Linked DNA regions of Sus scrofa: region 2 is linked to region 1. The links are chromatin contacts, called in public HiChIP or PLAC-seq maps. All regions are on one chromosome and are shown on one strand. The core of a region is the stretch at or near the end of the contact, and the rest is flanking DNA. Distances in the headings are between cores, read along the strand shown. Region 1 overlaps PTPRM (receptor-type tyrosine-protein phosphatase mu). Region 2 overlaps PTPRM (receptor-type tyrosine-protein phosphatase mu).

Region 1 (5,995 bases), core at 1,026-3,525:
AGGGGCGGAACTGGAAAGGCGAGTGGGGAGGTAGGCAGGGCTGGCGCTGCTGACTGGAGGGGAGGGTGAGGGCGGGCAAGGTGACACTGTCAAAGCCGGATGGGCCGAGGTAGTGGGGAATGACAGCATCCAGCTGACGCCAGGCATGCCAGAAGGTGGCAGGTGCTGGGGCACAGGCACCCTGGCAGTCCCCTCTGGGCCCCGTCCTGAGGCTAACGCCATCTGACACTAAAAGCATGTCAACAAGTGGGGACGGTGCCTGACTCCTCCAGGGGACATAAAGAAAATTCTAATGACCCCTTCAACATGGAAACCAGAGGGCCGACAAACGGACTTCACACAAACTAGAAAAGGTCTTCCACCACGAATCTCAGAAGGAGGATGGAAAATTGTGGGAAATAGTTTTTCACCAAATTTTCTGAAGTTTTCTGAGTCCATGATCTTATCAGGGGTGGGGCAAAAGGAGACTGGATTTAAAAAAAAAAATCGGCTAACACTTACGAGGCCTTGAAAGCAAGCACGATGACACGGCGCATTCAACGAATAACACAGGCACTTTTATATTCGCAGGTTAGAAAAAAATCTACCAAGTATTCGTAGTAAAATCAACTGTCTCTGTTGCGTTATTTAAAAATCTGCAGAAATTTTCATCTACTGACAAAGTATTCATAAACAGGTTCACTTGATTTGCCCCAAACAGCGAGAAGCAGCCTCAAAATTCCAGTTAGAATTTTTATCATTTTCTTATGGACCTGGCTCAGCATCACCATAATAATTAAAAGAAAAAAAAAAAAACATGTCAAAACTCACTTGGCTGCTGCAGCCATTGCAGGCGCAGCTGTTGCGATTCTTAATGTATTTGCAGCGCTCGCCAAGGCTCCCCAAACTCCCCATCCTTGGCTTTCAATGGTTTTGTTTTGTTTGTTTTGTATCCTGTGGGACAGAAAATAACCTGCATTGATTGTGGCGATTGATGGACTCAGCTGGTGCCTCAGAATATGAAAAGGGAGTGGAAAAGCACATCTGAAAAGTGTGTGGGCTGGAGGTGAGCCGAGGGGGCGCCTCCACTGTGGACCACGCACAAGCACAGCCCAGCTGGGTCACAATGGTTCCAGCAGGTACAGAACACAAAGCACCTCTTGTTCCACCTGCGCCCCCGTCTCTGTTCTCAAAACCAAGCAAGGGGGCCGCTGGGCCCAGTCCTTAGAACTTTTCTAGACATACCTGTACCTGCAATTCCCTCTCTGCCCACTAGCCCCCCACCGGGCAGAAGCCAGCACGGACACCCTCCTGCCCATGCTGCAGCCTGCTCACCTGAGGATGCTGGCCTGTCTTCCCAGCTGATGGCCTTTCTGACTAAGAGCCTTTCAACAGGAATGAGAACTGCAGCCTCCGTGGGGAGGAGGTGGTTTTCAGGGAGTGGTTTTCTCTTTCCAGTTTTCACTGATTTTGGAGGTCAAGTGAGACATTTTAATAACAATACCGTCTTGGCTTGCCACACATTGTCAAATACAGACAAAGGCATCAAATAGAACACTGGGCTTCTGTTTACCAAAATTGGCTGTTTTACTTAGAAAACAGAGGGAAAGATGAGAGGGGGAAATATACAATCCACATATTTTAAAAAGATCTCCAACGAGCTACATTTTTTTTGTTTTTCGTTTTTTTAAAATCCAGGTTCCTTGGAAAAACGCTTAAGTTATACTTAAGCCTGAAGATTCTAGCATAAAGTCTCCAATCCTCAAGTTTAAATTGAGCACAAAAACAATCTCCACACTCAATTATAAAATTAATCACGTGTGTTCATGTCCTAGAGAAACACACAGGAGAAAAGCAGGTGCGGTCAGGGTAGCGCTTTTCTAAATACCTTTAGGTATGTATGTACACACACATGTATTTTTTGAAGAGGAGCGGCCAGGAATTACTTAGCTTTATACAGTTCGGCTCTCATGACTGGAAGATAAATGTTTGTGCTCCCGAACGACATTGATTATTGGCTAATGAAATAGTACCACCTGTGTTTTCCAGGAGGCACTTGGTGGACGTGGTTTTAAATTGCTGTCCTTCCTTGATCTTAATTTTACAATGAGGGCAACATACTTCCTCTCAGAAGGACACAACCATTTTCCTGCAGAAGGTCAACGTTTCTCTGCTTGGATCCCAAAGACACTTGGGATCAGTCCAAAAACTGAGGACTAAAGAAGGCCCTCTGGGGACGCCAGAGGGGCAGGAATTGGCTCTCCAACTCTGCAGGGCCGCCTGTGAGGCTAGGACGCCCTCTGTCCCACTCAGCAGCTGGGAGCAGTTTGCAGCTGTAATGCTGCCAGGTCCAGGGCGGGGCCTCCTGGCTCGCAGCTGAGCTGGAGAATTTTCCTTTTCATTCCAGGTGATAAAGGCAGGGGTGGATGGCTCAACCCCGCCTCCCTGAGTACAACCCTCTCCTTTCTCAGTCCTGGTAAATCACTGATCTTGCTCAGGGGGTTGGCTCTCCATGTGGGAGAGAGACTGGCTCCCTTTTGGTAGCAACGTGAGCAAACCGGCCCTTCCACTGGGTTCGTTGTTCTCCCGAGAGTCTCCATCCGTTCTCTGCTGACAACTTGCCATTTTCTGTTCAGTTCCGCCTGTTTACTTTTTTATTGTGAGTCATGTCTGAGTTGCTTTTGAATCAAATTATTGCATTTCCCTGATGAGAGGTGCCATATGACCATCTTGTTAGAATAAAATCAAATAAGAGATCTGCACTCAGCACTGCTCTCTTATCCCACCCCGTCTCCCCTCTGGTTTGGATGCACTTCTGTTGGCTCCTTGAGTGGTAATGAACCTTTCCAGGGCTCAGGCCAGTTTTAAGACATCGCTGTCTTGGAAAAGATGAAGATGGATTGGTTGAAACAGTGCCAACAGAGAGAAGCTCACTCTTTCAAAACTACTTTACAGTCTAAATGGCTGATGTTTCCTGATGTCCATGGATTGAAAAAAAGCCAGAAAGGCCGATGGGGCAGTTATGCTGAGGTCTCTACGGCAACCTGAGGCTTTCTTGGCATTTCATCCCCAGGGAGGCGTCAGTGTCAAGGTGGTTCATTGCTTCGCCAAGTCTCAGAGCCAAGCATTGCTCTGTACTTTTTAAAAGAGGCTAGAGGGATGCAGTTTCTATTACACTTTTTCAGTAAATACATTTTTCCTCTTCCTTTTATTTATTTTTTTTGGGGGGGGCTGTTGTCTATTATTGTTAAAGCAGTTCCTGTGTGCCTTGTACAACAGCATTTAAAAATTAAGCTGTTTAGAGTTCCCGTTGTGGCTCAGTGGGTTAAGGACCCAACGTAGTATCTGTGAGGATATGGGTTTGATCCCTGGCCTCGATCTGTGGGTTAAGGATCTGGTGTTGCTGTAAGTTGCAGCAAAGGTTGCAGATGTGGCTCAGATCTGAGTTGCTGTGGCGGTGGTATAGATTGATTCGACCAGCTGAAGCTTTGATTCAACACGTGGTGTGGGAACTTCCATATACCGCAGGTGAGGCTGTAAAAAGGAAAAAAAAAAAATTCAGCGATTTGTATGAAGAGATCTCCCTCCAAGTACGGAATCAGACGCATGTTACCAACATCCTTCTGCTCTTCCAACGGCAGCCGGAATGATGCCCCAGCTTCTCTGTGGGACACCGTGCCCTGTATGACAGAGCCCTGACTGCCGCATTCTCTTGCTTTCATGTCTACCCAGAATCCCACTCCTTTGCCGTCTCCTGGACACCTCCTACTCATCCTTCGAGGAAAAAGTCATCTTGCTCGTCTTTCCATCTTGCTCCAGGCCTTCAAAGTACTAATGCAAATCTGCCCTGAAGGGTTTTCTGGAGGCACTGCAACCACTCTGTGACCATGTCCCCTGCTGAGTGAGCCTTCTGTGGGCACGCAGTCTCCTCTGTGTCCCCAGCCCTCCGTCCCAAGCAGTGTCAGATTCATTCCAAGTGCTAGGTACTCTCCAGTAAACTAACGAGTACGACTTAAACCTTCCTCTAAATCTGACTTTGCAAAGACACTAATAGAACAACTGTTTTTTTAAAAAAATATTCTGTGGCCTATCGTTACATCATCTCTTAGGACTTTTCATAGAAATGAAAATACTATTTCAACAATAAAAGGTGACAGCATATATTTTAAAATATTAACTGAGTTTCATATACACAGTTAGTACGATTTGGTATAAGTATGTTCCAAGCACCACTGGGACATACTTATACTAACAAATCATTCACTGTTTATCTGAGGTTTAGGTTTAACTGAGCACACTATATTTTATTTGGTAAGCTATAAGAAAAAAAGAATAAGTTACAGGATGTAATGATCAGTACCAGCAGTACGGTAAATAATATCACAATAACTTTGGTGCATAATGTATAAACATATCAAGTCACCATGCTATACACCTGAAACTAATATAAGTCAACTATATGCCAATTTTTTAGAAAAAATATTTAACCTTTTTCTCAGTTCTCAAACTCTTTATCCACAGAATTAAACCTACCTATTTAAGTTTTTTTTTTTTTTTTTTTTTTTTTTTTTTTTTTTTTTTTGCTTTTTAGGGCTGCACCTGTGGCATATGGAAGTTCCCAGACTAGGGGTAGACTCAGAGCTGTAGCTTCCAGCCTACAGCACAGCCACAGCAACGAGAGATCCAAGCCATATCTGCGACCTACACCACAAGCTCTTGGCAACGTGGGATTCTCAATCCACTGAGGGATGCCAGGGATCAAACTCGCATCCTCATGGATAATAGTCAGGTTTGTTACCGCTGAGCCACAATAGGAACTCTGCTTAAGTTATTTTTTAATGATATATATGATACCTGGCGAGGGAATTGCCTAGCTCTATAGATGAAGCAAAAAATGTACTGAGCCTTTTCTATATAATGATGGGCTCCATCTACGCAGAGCACTGAATACAAGAGAGGCACTGAAATGGTCATTGACACAGCTTTCTTGTAAAGAACACTGTGTGAACACCTTCTTTTGAAGCCTATTATAAACTAGTACTTTCCTCCTTTACTAGCTCATGCTTCCATGAATGTCAGATTCAGTTCTAGCACGTCTGAGGCATTACATGAGCAAATCCTCACAATGCACTTATGAGGTTGATAACTACAGTCATCCCATTTTACAGATGGGGACACTGAAGCCCAGGATGTTAGACAGTCTGACCCAGGCTGAGCTGGAATGTCTGGCACCAGAACCCCTTCCCAAACCTCAGCCTCAGTATCTGATCCATGAAATTCCAACCACATTGGGCAGCCACACGGACCTGACGGTCCGTGTGGGTTTAAGAGAAGGATGCACATTCACTGCAAGATTCGAAGAGGTACGTTTGGTTAGAGTTCTAAAGTCAAGTGACCTTTAAAACACAACTGCATACGGATTTTCCAGATTCAACCAAGGATCCTGTGGGCACTGAAGCGAGGCAAGGATTTGGGCTGGAGGTGAGATACAGCCAGTGTCCTCGTCCCTCTGTGGCCACTCTATAGGTTTAGCTCCTGCCACCATTGCTCCTCTGGTCCCAATGACTGTGTCCCACCATGGTCCCACCGCCCACATCCCCACCCTGGCCCCCAGGGAATCAATGACCCAAAAATTACTGCGTGCTAGGATTATCCCTGTCAGATCTTTCCATCTCAGGTCTCTCCCAATAGCACCTTCCTATTTGTTTTATCTTTCTTCTCTCATATATGTTCTTTTATCATTTTTTTCCCTTCCTCCTCCCCCCCTTTTTTTTTTAAAGCCGATAATGGTTTTGGCCTTGAAAAGTTTTTACTCCCCCATGCCAGCTTCATTGAGATACAGTTGACATATAACACTGTAACTTTAAGCTATAACGTGATGGCTTAGGATACCCCTATATGTTACTTTTAAACAGTCCCCCTGACCTGCTGAATAGTGAGCATGAGCCAAAGAGTTCTTTAAAATGTAATTAATGACATTTTATTTCAGAGTATAACAACTCAATGAATCACCAAT
Region 2 (5,995 bases), core at 1,202-3,701, 570 kb after region 1:
TTAAAATTACCCTTGGAAATAAGTGTATTTAAATGAGATTTTTTTTTCTCCAGCAAAATCACGCTAGCTCCCCAAATTGAAAAGCAACCAGAGTGAAGCCGCAAGGGATTTTGAAGACAATCTTCCTTCAAATCCCAACGTTAACTTCAGCCTAAAATTTAAAAACAGAAAAAGCCACTGATTGAATCTTATGATGATATTGTGTGGGTTGGCCAGGGGGGTGACAGACAGAGTCAAAGTTAAATTCTCAACTCCAGTCATAACCTAAGGTGTAAAACAGTTAAAGACTGATCATCACTCTTAAAAATTTGATGAAAATGTAATAAAAAAAGGATTAAGACTAATCTTCCAAAAATAGTGGTTAGAATTATGTTTATTTATATGTCCCCTGGAATAGAAAACAACTCCTGAAATGTATGTTTTAAGAAGCCACATTACGGGATAATCACGTCTGTGCTGAAGACTGATGGCCGTATGGATCCCAGGTCAAATTCTTTATCTGCTTGTCAATAGCAGCTGACGATTTCTTTATGAAAAATGAGAGGTGCACTGACCTAGTGGTTCATATTAGGCAGAAGAGGCAAGAAAAGTTCAGCCAGATGATTTGGTAGGAGCGGATAAAATGCAGATTATTAACTGGACCAATTGCCTATAAGTGATCCAATTTTCTCGAAAGGAGACGACATCCCTTCAGAGTGACAACAAGCTATTTTGTCCTCTTGAGGATCACTTACCATTCACTCCCGACTTCTAAGCACGCAGGCTCTTATCACCGCCAACACGAACATTCCCGGGTTCTTCAATATTCCTTCAGTTCCTCCACTCTGAAATGATCTTTGATCACACAAAATGAAACTTGTAGCTTCTTCTGTTTGTGCAATTAGCATTCCAGAGGCACTCTAGCTATTGCCTTACATACACTGCAGGCTCACTGCCCTGTGTGTACTTTATCGCTACGGCAACCCCAGCTTTGCCTCCTGTTTATGCTGTTTTATGCTGAGTTGGTGGTTTCAATAAATTTCCACCATAACCCTTAAATCATCTGCACAACTGGTAGGTCTGATCTGGATTCCACGGAATACATGGTCTCTAGTTCTGCTGCTTGCCCGAAACTACTCTGCAGCGTATGAGGGCTTTTTTGTTGTTGTTGTTGTTGTTGTTGTTGTTGTTGTTGTTGTTGTTGTTGTTGTTGCTATTTCTTGGGCCGCTCCCGTGGCATATGGAGGTTCCCAGGCTAGGGGTCGAATCGGAGCTATAGCCACCGGCCTACGCCAGAGCCACAGCAACGCGGGATCCGAGCCGCGTCTGCAACCTACACCACAGCTCACGGCAACGCCTTATCCTTAACCCACTGAGCAAGGGCAGGGACCGAACCCGCAACCTCATGGTTCCTAGTCGGATTCATTAACCACTGCGCCACGACGGGAACTCCATGAGGGCTTTTCTCCACTGTGATGCATCCCTACACAAACCCCACACAGCCTCAATGACCCAACTCCATCCATGTCCCACCCAGGCATCCATGTGCCCTCTTCTTGCTTCCAACTATCTAGCAGTCCAAATAAAGGTATCAATGTTATGAGGGGAAATTCAGATTTCCACTCAACCATCTCCATCTAAGCAACACTGTAATTTATCCACCTGGTTCAAGTGAGAAAATTTTGAGTTGGCCCTACTGGAGCTGACAGCGGTGATCTACTGATCCCAGGAGATTAAGCACAGAGGGTCACCTCTCTGCTGCACTGAAATCAACCAAGCATTTACATCCTGATCAGTATCTTCATGGGATAAATAAATAAATAAATAACTGCTTGGGCAACACTGCCCCAGCTCACAGGGAGTTTCGACTCCTTGAAAGAGACAAGGTTGACAAATTGGCACCAGCTACAAGCACTATTTATTGAGTGCCTACTGAATGAAACAAAAGTGACCAAGACAGTGTATAAGGAAGGGTTAAACACAGTTTCTATTAAAGAGTTATCTTAATTTATAACTACCACAGGGAATTAACTAAATATATATTGTGTGTCAACTATACTTCAATTAAAAACATATTAATTATTTTAAAAAACAGGAACTCCAATCATTTACAGCAAGTCAAAAAAAAAAAATCATGAGGTCAAAATTCACTATGATTTCAGAAAACCAGATCGGAAGAAAGAAAGAGAGCTGAGCAGAAAAAAAAAAAAAAATCCCAGGAACTCGAAGGACTATAGAATTATTTTTAGTTTTAAATGCCATTGGCTAGAAAGTACACGCTAGAAAGGCATGAACGAGTATGTCATCATTTAATAATAGCATAAACGGACCCTGGGGGAGTAAACAGGCGTTGTAAAGATTATCCCAGAGAGCTGCCCCTGACATCTGCCTCCACTGCCTCTGAGCCGCCCATCTCCAGGCCCACGGGGACCAGTCTGACTTCCAGGGTTTTCCAGATGTTTCTGAGGCTGCTCTTTCGATACATCTGTTCTAACTGGGAGAGACCGCTCTTCACTCAGACAGCCTCACACACGGGCCCCACCCTAGGGCCTGAGCTCCTCTCAAAGTTCTCCAAGCTGTTTCAGAGCCTCCAACACTATTACAATTTTCGGCACTCCAGCTCATCCCCAAATCTATGTGGCTCAAGCATGGGACCCAAGAAGGGAAGGAGCCCTACATGGAAAAACTTCCATTTGCCACCATTCCAAGCACGATCTTAGAGTCTACAGATCACCAACTGCGGTCACCTTCTCAGGGGTGGAAAAGAGCCAGGTCCTTCCCATTCTCATTTTAGGGACCTTGAAAGCTCAGGCAATAATTCCAGAGACAGGGAGTTCCCTGGTGGCCTAGCAGTTAAGGATCCTGCGTCATTACTGCCATGGCTCGGGTTCAGTCCCTGGCCAGAGAACATCCACATGCTGCAAGTGTGGCCAAAAGAAAAAAAAAAAAAATCATTAATTCTAGAGATCAATGTAGAGCTTCAACGGGAAAAAAAAAATCAGATAACCTATATAGCGGTTCCTTAATGCAGTGTCACAGATCAACAATAATTTCTTTTATCTGGAACTCTGAAATTTTCCCTAAAAGTAGAATGTAAAAAAACGAGTCAAAACCTTTCTTATCTTGGACAAGCTGTGTGCAAGTGAGTGTGATGTCGGGAGTGTGCAGAAGCCTGCCAGTCTGAAAGAAAACTTAAATCAGGAAAAGTGATTCTCCATCAATCCAGACTCCCAGCCTCCCTTTCCCCTTGCAGCTCAATGTTTCCCCAGGGGACTTCTATCCTCCAAAGAAGCCTATTCAGAAGCAAAGGGGAACTGCATTCCTTTGATGTGAATATCAGTCATGTGATGCCTCTCCCAGGAGTGGGGGGGGGGGCTGTCCAGCCTCCTCACTAACTAGAGAATGGAAGGCTTTAGGGTTTCATTCATTACTGAACAGGTGGGAGACAGATCCTGCAGAGCAAGAGGGCCCAGTGTCCCTAAAAGGCCAGCTTGTGGGCAGCTGGAAAGGAGAGGATGGTAACAGTCCAGCTACGAAGAAGCTGCTCCCCCCACCGCCACCACCGCCCTGCATTTGGAATTAAATATCAGAGGCTGGGGGGGGAGAATCATGTTGGGGGGGGTGTTGGGGGTGCTGAAGCACCACCAGGACTCTGAGACATGTACAAAGAATGATCAGTTCTCTGAGAACAGCAGAGCCAGGAATGAGCAGCTTACCTATGGCATCCAGGATCCTTATTTTAGGAAAGTGACATCCTAGCATTAGCAGGCAGCCAGCAACTTGAAGCTTAACAGAGCCTAATGTAGAGAAGGGCCGGCAACACTGTCCTCTACCAGATCAGGCTGGCCCAGGCCAGAGAAAGGCTAACTCTTTTTCTGGTGGAAGATTATTAGAATTCTACTCAAAATGCTTGGTTTATTTAACCAGTATCTAAGAGAGAGGCACAGAGAAGTTGAGTAATTTCCCTGAGGTCACACAGTAAGACTTGGGGCCAGAAATCCAGCTCCAGGGTACCCTCAGGTGGGAGATGCACACAGACAGGTGGGCGATGCACACAGACAACTGGGCACACCTGAGCATGTCAGCCCTCCAGCAACAGTTTATCTACAGGCTTTTCCACATGCAAGGGGCAAAGAAAGGAAGCATGGGCTGGCTGCCGTGACAACTTCCCTAGTAAAAGCTCGTAAGGGCATCTCCATTCCTTGCAGCTTAATTCTCAGTTTCTGCATCATTAAAACAGTGATAATAGCAGCTCCTCCCCTCAGCGGCTGGTGTGAATATTTGATGGACTAACACCCAGAGCCTGGAACACACACACCACTGCCAGCTCCACCCTCCCTGGGACATGAGGGAATTTCAAGCGAGCCTCCAGGTGTGGGTTAGGAACCCTCAAGGCAAGAATGAGGCAGCAGAAAAGGAAGTTGGTGATGGTGCAGAAGCAGAATTCAGGGGCCACTGGGCGAGCTGTCAGGTCAGGGGGCCTCAGGAGAGCAGTTTCAATCAGAATGGGGTGGAGGGAGTGCGCAGAAAAAACAAGGTTGAGTGGGTCAGAAAAATCTGCTTCTGAATCTAGAGACCCGAAACTGACAAGGGAGCTTCCCCCTGGCATCGACAAGACTGGCTAAAAATGATAAATGATGCATCCAATCGAAGCCAGGCTCCGAGACTGGGGAAAAGAACTCAGGATCCCCAGGGGTGACTGAGGGCAGCAGGAACCAAGAGCCTCCTGGTGCCTTAAACCCAGGTGAACTAGCCAAACAACACGGTGCTACTCCGGCCACCTCCACAAGACAGGCACCATGAAACACCCTCACTCCCCCACAGTCTGTCACAGGCAAGACCGCGTGCACAGAACACGTCCAGGAACACGTCCAATCCTTGGTTGATTTCAACAATTCAAAATCTTCTGTGAAATCAAAAAAAAAAAAGCGTTTACCTTCTCTGCTGACTTTGAATCAGACCCTAGGATCTGACATTCTTCACCTGCACATCTGATTCCTGGGTGGTGGAGAATGAAAAGCAACTTTCCCTGCCCCCAGATCAGAGCCTAAGGCTGATCTGCATCTCTGCCTGTCTCTTCTGTTCTGCAAAGGCTTATCCCAAGGTGAGGACCAGACCCATACCCCACCCCCACACACACTACCTCAGTCTGTGCCTGGAGAGGCCTTAGGGGGGCTGGCCTGGGCAGGCTAGACAGGCAACCCAGCAGACCCCTCCCCAAGTCCCCACCACCAGCCTCACAACCGAAACAGAACTGCCACTGTCCAGAGGAGGCAGTGTGGGAGGAGCTGAGTCTGGTCAGTGTCCACTCATTCCGGACAATGCAACTCTGCAGAGAGACCAAGGAACGAATCCTTACAATAACCGGGAAGATTTGGCTTGATTCCCTGGCGAGGTCTTGAAAAGACAATCAGATTTGCACCTTGCCTTCCTCAGGCCTCTGGAGAATGTTGAAGTGCTAGGAACAAAACCATCTTTATTTCCCTAAAACTTTTTTTTTTGCTGTGAAGCATGCTACCAAAGAAAAAGAGGAAGGGAGACATTCTTGATGATTTCTTTCCAAAAAGATAGGGTGATAAATACAGCTGATTCCTAAGACTTATCACTGAAGTTTTATATAAGCATAGCCTTTCTGCTGCACATTATTTATTAAGATTCCAGTGAGTAAAATTGATGTCATTGGGCCCATTAAAAATTCATCTCTGCTACAGCGGAAGTTTTTCCAAACAGTGTCAGGACGGGACAGAAAAGGCAAAGTTCTATTTGGGGGGCCTAGGGCAGCTGCAGTGTCATGTAAATTGAAAATGACTATGTAATATCACTGACAAGTATGAGCGTATTAGGACGCTTTTATCATTCCATCCAAAACTAAATTAAAAGAAATATCTCTCTTCTAACCACAGCTGAAGGAACTGGCGGTGACACTCACCCCCTGTTCCCATGGAAATGAACATGGCACCAGGCAGTCAGGGCACCTCCCGGGCATCTTCCGGGAGCCCACCCCCTTGCTGCTTCT

The links. HiChIP or PLAC-seq counts read pairs in DNA pulled down with a chosen protein or histone mark.
Region 2: a contact with region 1 is called in an H3K27ac HiChIP or PLAC-seq map of skeletal muscle, with 3 times the contacts expected there. The contact joins two enhancer-like sites. A contact is called at or near these places in 1 of 47 Hi-C or Micro-C datasets (heart right ventricle) and 1 of 2 datasets of contacts at active chromatin or transcription factors (skeletal muscle).

The regions. Positions count from the first base shown.
Region 1 is chr6:99,487,511-99,493,505 of Sscrofa11.1, forward strand. The region is part of intron 21 of PTPRM (receptor-type tyrosine-protein phosphatase mu); the gene reads right to left. Among named protein-coding and RNA genes, the nearest start is that of RAB12, 250 kb to the left of the region's middle. Within about 2 kb of position 2,276, at least 18 of the 83 cell types and tissues checked have an H3K27ac peak or open chromatin away from gene starts, as enhancers often do. A contact at or near this core is called in skeletal muscle, where this site is marked.
Region 2 is chr6:100,057,455-100,063,449 of Sscrofa11.1, forward strand. All of the region lies in intron 1 of PTPRM (receptor-type tyrosine-protein phosphatase mu), which reads right to left. Among named protein-coding and RNA genes, the nearest start is that of PTPRM, 33 kb to the right of the region's middle. Within about 2 kb of position 2,452, at least 16 of the 83 cell types and tissues checked have an H3K27ac peak or open chromatin away from gene starts, as enhancers often do. A contact at or near this core is called in skeletal muscle, where this site is marked.